2 separate regions of the Danio rerio genome follow, and region 1 is linked to region 2. A link is a contact called in public HiChIP or PLAC-seq data. All regions are on one chromosome and are shown on one strand. The core of a region is the stretch at or near the end of the contact, and the rest is flanking DNA. Distances in the headings are between cores, read along the strand shown.

Region 1 (3,958 bases), core at 1,420-3,919, 140 kb before region 2:
TAGGCTAGGTCAAGCACATCTTAGGTTAAAAAACAAAAACAAAATTGACATACAGTTAGTCCAAAGCTAGGCTCATTGTTTTAGGAAATACGCTTTTACAAAAAATAAATGTTAAAAAAATCCTCTCTTCCTCTCACACACACATACACCCAACTAAATATGTTGTGCCTTATAACAGCAATAGAGCAAACATGAGTAGTAAGACACTGAAGCTGTATGATACAAGGTGAAATTAATAAATAACAATGCAGTTTTTTATTAAAAAACAAAACAGACAACTGTTTACAGATGTGTCACTTTAAGGACAAACAAACTGAACATTGGCCATGTTCAAAAATTAGGTGGATCAATATGATCTTACACTAAACTGTACAACAGAATTCATATTTGTAGAGGACTTATTCAATGTGAAAACAGTGTATTAGCATGCGCAGAGACTTCTGTACACACTGGATATTGTGGAAAAACATTAATATCAAATGCAACAAATTTTGCAAATCACAAAATATAAACATTCAGCTCAACACACTTTGTTATCTTCAAACAGGTTTCAAAGACAACATTGAGGAGCATGAGAAACGTTCCCTAAATGATTTCAAGACAAAGCCGCTGCTGAGGAGTTTGAAAATGTGTGTAATGAGACAAGGAAATGAGTTGGTTTTACATACTGCTTTTGAAGATCCACTTGGTTCAGAACGATCGCTGCAAAACAAAACAAGGAAAGAGGTTAACCTCTAATAACGACTTCATTTACTGCAAGACATTTTAACAGCTCAAGTAAAAATGCATTTCAGTATTACACTTAATCACTTTTAAGAAGTTTTAATAAAAACTGGATGTTTTTAACCTGTCAGCCTAAAAAAAAAATTTACATGCCAATTGGGCTACTATTCCTCATTTATATGGAGACATTTATTTTAAATTTACAATCATAATACACCATTGGGGAAGGTGAGACTAAATATGACATTTTACCCTTCATGCCTCACATCAAATCACAACATATTAATGTTGAACATGCAGAACTGTAAATGAGATACAGCAGTTTCCACATTACAATGTTCCTAGCTAATATCTACTGAAACATCTAACACTTTTAGATGTTTTTGTCGTACAAATATTTATAAAAGACAACTGCAGGTTAAAAGTAGTAATGTACTTACATGACATATGTTTTGCTTGTCGACTTAAGCCCTCCAATAGGGATTCGTCTAATGATGACAGACGAGTTTTTAGGAATGAGGGCTTCATCGTCAGTGTATTCTGTAATCAAAAATAAGAATGGCAAAACCATTAATTAACACCTCTCACATTCCTTTGTCTATGTAATGAGCACACATAAACGCTGGCACACAAAATGGAGTCTTCACTACACAAATGTACAGTTAAAAACAATACTTTAAATTAATTAATCGCAATAAAACAAATCATTTACAAGCTTATAATTAAAAGACATAAAATCCCATTTAAAAGTTATATAATAACGAAGCTGGTGACAGGTTAGCAAACATTAGCTATAAGCTAACAGTTAACCAAGGCAATAATTCAAACCCCTTTTCCAACAAACCTTACGCGTTTACTTATGTTAACATTGGTTAGTATCAATTACTCGAACAAACTTTGAACAAACAAACACATTTTGTCCAGCTTACCTTCTTTAGTCTGAGCGTTGGTGATTTGCAGGTCGCAGTCCGCGGCCTTCAGCTTCTCTCGCCCCATGATCTGGCGTTTCAAATCACTGAGCGTGATGTGAAGGCCATCGAAGGTGACCGTGTCGTAGTTAAGTTTAGAAGAAAACTTGTAATGGACACAAGACATGTTTAAACACTCCTTGTGGTCAGACACCACCACCACACACAACCAAACTCAACTACAACTCGCCCGATCGCGTGGGCTCTCCCAGCGATCAACCTTACTCAATATCAGTTTATCAGCTTAACAGTTTAAGAATAATAGCCATATTTGCTCATCATCTCAACACTCTTTTGTTAAATCAAAAGGTCTCCACTAAGGAGGTCGTGTGGATTCTGCCTCACGTGAATAGCAACTGCGATTTGAAAATAGCAAGTGTTCAGAAAGACCGTGATCAAATGCAACACGCAATCTTTATGACGCAAGTGATTTAAGTCCACGGAATTTCCCAGCAAGAAGCCAGAAACTCTCCTGCCGGGTTTCAATGTCCAAGACCATATGGCGGTTAGCCGTGAGCTGTCCGTAAGGTCCAACTCTGATCAAGAAATATACAGTTCAAACGGTGTCCGTATGGGTGAACGTGTAGAGTCCAGTCAATAACGTCGCCTCGGTGTCCGAAATGAGTTCCTCCGAAATGTTTGTTCGGCGCAGTCCAAATTTCAACAACAACAAAAAACACAAACCGACGTAGTTTGAAGCAAGGCCTGAACAATGTGGCTATGAGCTAGTGTGACCAACCTAAAATGGCGTCCATCACACATACAAAAACACAACAGACTACAGCAAAACGGATACAAAACACTAAAAACAAAAAAAAAAAACGTTCCTCCTTTTATCAAAATACTGTCGCGGTAACCCAGTCTCCCCGTCGTCAACCTCGATGGCCACAGTGATGTTGTTTAAATCACAGTTTTGTCGTACTGACTCACGTCCGTGATCGAAAACAACCCGTTGACTTTACGCACACTAGGGGTTTCCGCAGAAAACGCAGGGGCAAAGAATAAAGCTGTTACTAGGAGGGGCCAAGAGTGCGCATGCGCAAAGCGCTACAAGTTGCGGGAGTTTATTAACAGCACACCCTTTTGTTTTAGTCGCTTTATTAATCGGGTTCACTTCAGCGGAATGAACCACCAACTTAACTAGCATATGCTTTACGCAGCGAATGCCCTTCCAGCCGCAACCCATCACTGGAAAACACCCATACACTCTCGCATTCACACACAAAGGCTACACACTATACAAAAAGCAAATCTGACAGCACATCTTTATTCATAAATGCAAACAGTCAAGGAAAATTATAATTTTACTCATTTAAAATATAAATTAGTCATACTAGTGTACATAGCAAAAAAAATAAAAAATCTATAAACTACTAAACTCTTTTGCATGCATAAAATGAATAATGTTGATGTTTTTATTCATGTTTATTTCTATTTTATTTTTTCTCAATGTTACTGATACTACTCTATGTTCTGACTTGCAACTTAATTTAATGTTCATTAATATAATGTAAAACAGTCTGAGTTTTTTTTACATCGCATACGATTCTAAATAAAATAAAACGTATGCCCATAATTAACATTATCTTCTGTGTGACTTTAGCTAAAATATTTTGTGCAAGAAAATGCACAATCTGACACAAGAGAATCTTTTGCAACTTGTATTTAAATAGCGAAAACATTTTAAAAGTGACTTTTATTCTAAATCGTAGACACTGTTCTTGAAACACAAAAACTACCAATAAAAAGGTGTGAGGCACCAAAAGCAACCCATATTAAAATTAATTTGAATACTATTTTGGCCATTGTTGTTATACATTAATTTTCAAATGTACTTTCTTATACAAGAGAGGCTAGATAATTTGTTTGTTTGAATTGCTCTACACTATGTTATTATTATTAATAATATTTTTTAAATATATTTTTTATTCAAATTGCTAGATTCTGACTGTGGAAAGAATATGCTGGGCAGGTAGTTCTTTGCAAAATAAACAACAATAGACAGGTATTGATGTAAAACATCATTGATGTTTCTTTTTTCTAATGATAAATGATGTAATAAATTTGAATTTTAGAAATAAGTATTAATTTTGACATTTCTTTATTCTAAATATTTAGGAAACATTTTTGGTGCATCATAAAGTGTGGTTATGATGACCGTCCAACAAGCTAATACAGCTAATGCTGCTTAAAATGTCACTAAAATGCACTATTTAGATCTCATAATTCAACAGAAAAATAAGGCAAATAACTGCAAAAAGGTCCAC
Region 2 (4,242 bases), core at 759-3,258:
TACGCACAAAAACTTTGCGTACGCCAGGTTTCACGCTCAGAATCGCTAACGTTTGGATTTACTAACGATGAACTGAACGTGGAAATGTGCTCACTCTCCAAAGTGTCTTTGAGCCTTGCAATGGCAGCTGTATGAGACGGGTTCATCTAGCAGGTATATAAGATTTCCATACCATGCAGTTGACCAGCCAAACATTAAAGCGCAATTTGCAGCGGTCGCCTGTTTTCCCATTGTAATGGGAGCGATCTACTGCACGCACATTGCTATGAAGACACTATCTGAAGATGAATTTGTATGCGTGAATCAGAAACATTTCCATTTAATAAATGTGCAAATAAAATGTGATGCACAGATTTATTAATGATTCCTACTTGTCTTTCTTGTGATAAATAGTAGGCAAAATCTGATATGTAGCGGGGAAAAAAAGAATGAGTTCATCAGACGCTGGATTCAAACCGAGTTCATGCTCGAACGTGTCCAAACATGTTGACATGTGTTTTAAGAGCTGCGCCACGGAGACTGTTAAAGGTGCTGCAACATTTTACGCCTATAAATCACACTATTTCTCTTTTTACTCCACAGTGCGATGTTCAGACCCAACTGTGTTAGCCACATCAGCTAAACTCTCCCCACTCTATTTTTTTCTTTTGTTGATAATTCCAGAGGACAAACTTCCAAATAACACAGTTTTCCTCCGGTCTACCTCCGAAAGCAGCGCTCAATTCACATTCTGTTCAAAGTTTCTCTTTTTGCTTGCTTTTGCCTTTGCTTTTTCGTTGGGTTTTGCCAAAGTAGAGTCATTAGCATATTCATACGGGGGAGGAGGCAGGGAGGGGTTTTGTGCTTGTGCATGTTGCGCTCAGTTTCACGTTCATTCGGATGTACAAAAGAATATGCTTGGGATTCGGTGTACGTTTCATACATCTGAATTTTTTTCTGCGTACGCACATTTAAAGCTTTGTGCGTACGCAATGTTTTAGTATGATTTCCATGCCAGTCTTTGTACATGAGGCCCCTGATCTTCTGTTTTGGGGAGGGTAAAGGAATACAGCAAAGGAATAAACACATTGTCCATGTTAATAGTAAAGCTAGGAATAATCCAAGTTTTTTCTTTCATTTCCATTTCAAATTGTGTTCATCAAAAATGCCATATCATTGAAAAGCGTCTAAACAAAAAATGTGAAACAGACATCTATATGAATGATTTTCACCAAGATTGGTAAATGTGTTTGTTTCAATAGCCAGTAAAGGTGTGTGTTCACAATTGACAGGTTAGGTTGAAAATAAATAAACCTTAGTGTGATTGCTCTATTAGTGCGGTTCATTTGACTAAATGAGAAGACTGCTATATGAACCCTGGTGTGTATGAAACAAGCGGTTCTAGACTGCTTAAAAGATGGGTCTTGTTAAAATATCAAGCAAATTTTGATACATACAATTAGAGTGAAAAAGAAAATGTAAAACAACCACAGACATTTGAACAAAAATTTAAAACAAAAACAGGACATGACAATGAAAGGAACAGAATGCTGAAACATACCTGTTTTTTGTCTGTTACATTTCTGTACAAGCATCAGAAGCAAATCCTCACAGCAGGTCTTCATTTGTATCCTGGTGCTGTTTTGAGTCCTTTACACTTTTTATAAGCACTTTACAATTTATTTTTGTAGATTGGCTAATCTAGGTGAGACTTCCTTCATTGTAGCAGCCATTTTGAACATTACCACATTCATAGTACTGTGAGTGAACTGTCTTTGTATATCTAGGGGTGCCCAAAATTGACGTGCTGCAGATTCTAACTAAAACTTGCCTAAACACCCCAACCTGGAAAGGTGTGTCAAATTGCCCAGAACAGTTTATGTTCCCCCGCTTCAAAACACGTACGTGGAGGTTTAAAACAAGCCAGAATGACTCAATTATTTTGATCAAGTGTGTTTAATTAGTGTTAAAGGAACTGTTTGCTCTGACTGGTCTTCTAGACCAGCGTTTCTCAACTACATTCCTTGAGGACTACAGGCAATTGGACGTCTCCTTTGTCTTTCTTCTTCTTCTTCTTCTCATGGGTTTTATTGGCGGTTGGCATACAACTTTCTAGGTGCATTACCGCCACCTGCTGGTTAGGAGTGTGGGCCATGATCGCACTTTCTATCCATCTCTAGACCAAGGATTGGCAAACCTGATCCTTGAGGGCCTGTGTGCTTGGAGAGTTTTGAATGATGAAATAATCGTAACCATTTCTATAATAAACAGTTATTTGCTCTTCTGCTATTGTGTGGGCTTTCTTGGCCCTTGCTACACAGTAAGCACAGTAAGATGCGCAAAGTGCTTGTACTTGTTTTGAACATGAAGATGTTAGGCACTTTTGTGATGCCCCCAGCTATTGGAGTCGTCTGTAAAAAATAGTCCACAGGTTTGTTTTTGCAACTGGGATGTTTGGTTTCTAAATGTCGTTTTAATTTAAAGGGTTTCATGCTCTCTTGAGAGCACCTCACTACACACTGAGGTTTTTTTTGCCTTTTTTGTCGTCAATATATGTAAATCCACACTTTACATGTTTGGGGTCGTTTGACATATTTGTTGCTATAATTAAATGATATTTCACATGTCAAACGGTACGATTGTCGCACACAGATTTCAAAATAAAAGTCCGATATTAGCAAAATAAGTTAAAAATTAAATTTTTGTTGTTGTTTTTTTTTTATCACACACTCTGCGACCCACTGAAAATTGTCCCAAGTGGGTCGTGACCGACCAGTTGAAAAACACTGTTCTAGACAATTGTGTATCATTCACTGATTCATCAAGTCCTCATATTATCATAATGAATCCAGTAGACGGCAAGTACGAAAGATAGCAATATATTTGAATCCTCTGTGAGCATGAATGGTAATGTATCATGTATTTTAGGCTGTTTTGTGTGAACCTAATGCAGTAAAATTGTCAATTTGGACAATGACTGTTTTCATTTGACAAAATGAAAACACACTAAATGCAATCTAAGATACCTAAAATGTTATCATAGCCTAGAAGGTTTTTCAAATGGCCCCTTATATATAAACAACCATAAATTGAATTAAAACACATATAAGTAGAAATACACCTGGTGAGCAAACTTTATTCATCTTTTTGCAAAAGTAGTAGTGGAAAATTTAAATCAGGCCTTGACATGTCCCAATTACCCATTCCCAACTCTTGAACTGGAACTTCCCAGGAGGACTTGCTCCATTAGTGACTGTTGTGGATGTAGCGTTTGATTGCACAAGTAAACGGTAAGGATGTGAGGGAATCTCTCTCAAACTGTGCGCTGATAAATGACTTGTGGGATGTAGTCATTATGAATCTTATTATTCCATAGCAAGCTTTACTCTGCTGTCTTGTCTTCATCCATATGTTCTCTTTTTTTTTAAGGCCAACTTCGGTCTTTCAGATGGCAGAGTCTTTGTCATGGGGGATGATTTTAATTGGATTTATATAAAAAAATCTCCAAAGGGGGTGAGGGAAAAAAAAGGAAACAGGAAGAGAATGAAAAAGATCAGAACACAGCAGTCCCAGAGAATGCCTTTGAGGCACATAATGAGCTGTTGTCAAAGGCAAATAATTTCATTAGCTGTCACAATGAAAGCTACACCGAAAGTGCTCACTCAGCACTGAGCCTCAGAGAAAGCACGGAGATGACATTTCAACAATGAAACCTTCAAATTCTCATACACACACACACTTTGGCATTATGAGGATTCTGACGGTAAGATGAGTACTTTGGGTAACTGTTTATCCTTGTTTATTTATACTGTTTGTTGTGTCCCGGATCTAGCGAGCCGGACAGGGGGTGAGAGGGATCTTCTTGAAGCATCAAATCATGTGGGAGTCAGCGCTGAGTGACGGCAGGCCAGGGGAATAATTTGCGTCCACAGATTGCCCATGACTCCGGTCGCATCGTCTCATTTCCCAAACATGAATTTCTGCTGGCTGATAAGATGGGACATTTCTTTGGCAGATAGCATCTCGTGCTTAGCGAATCGCTCACAGGGGCCAGAGCGTCTCACCTGCCTGCAAATACTATATGTTTGTGCGAGTCATCCAAATGTTAATATCCCGAATGCGGTAAACACTCACACACGCAAATAATGTGCCGTTTTAAATTTGCAGGGTCAGTTTAGATGTGACTGCATTGTACAAGAAAATTGTGTAGTTTATTCAATAAACTAAATTTGCTATTATAAATGCTAAAGTTAAACAAGTGCA

What was found. HiChIP or PLAC-seq counts read pairs in DNA pulled down with a chosen protein or histone mark.
Region 1: a contact with region 2 is called in an H3K4me3 HiChIP or PLAC-seq map of gastrula embryo, with 4 times the contacts expected there. The contact joins the promoter of rbbp6 here to the promoter of cacng3b in region 2. A contact is called at or near these places in 1 of 18 Hi-C or Micro-C datasets (caudal fin) and 2 of 4 datasets of contacts at active chromatin or transcription factors (embryo and gastrula embryo).

The regions. Positions count from the first base shown.
Region 1 is chr3:34,263,059-34,267,016 of GRCz12tu, reverse strand. rbbp6 (retinoblastoma binding protein 6) reads right to left here and starts at 2,669. Exons shown (of 17, transcript NM_001193674.1): 1 at 1,653-2,669; 2 at 1,164-1,263; 3 at 669-702. The coding sequence starts at 1,818.
Region 2 is chr3:34,126,251-34,130,492 of GRCz12tu, reverse strand. It overlaps cacng3b (calcium channel, voltage-dependent, gamma subunit 3b), which reads right to left and starts at 2,008. Exons shown (of 4, transcript XM_073944749.1): 1 at 1,541-2,008. The coding sequence starts at 1,604.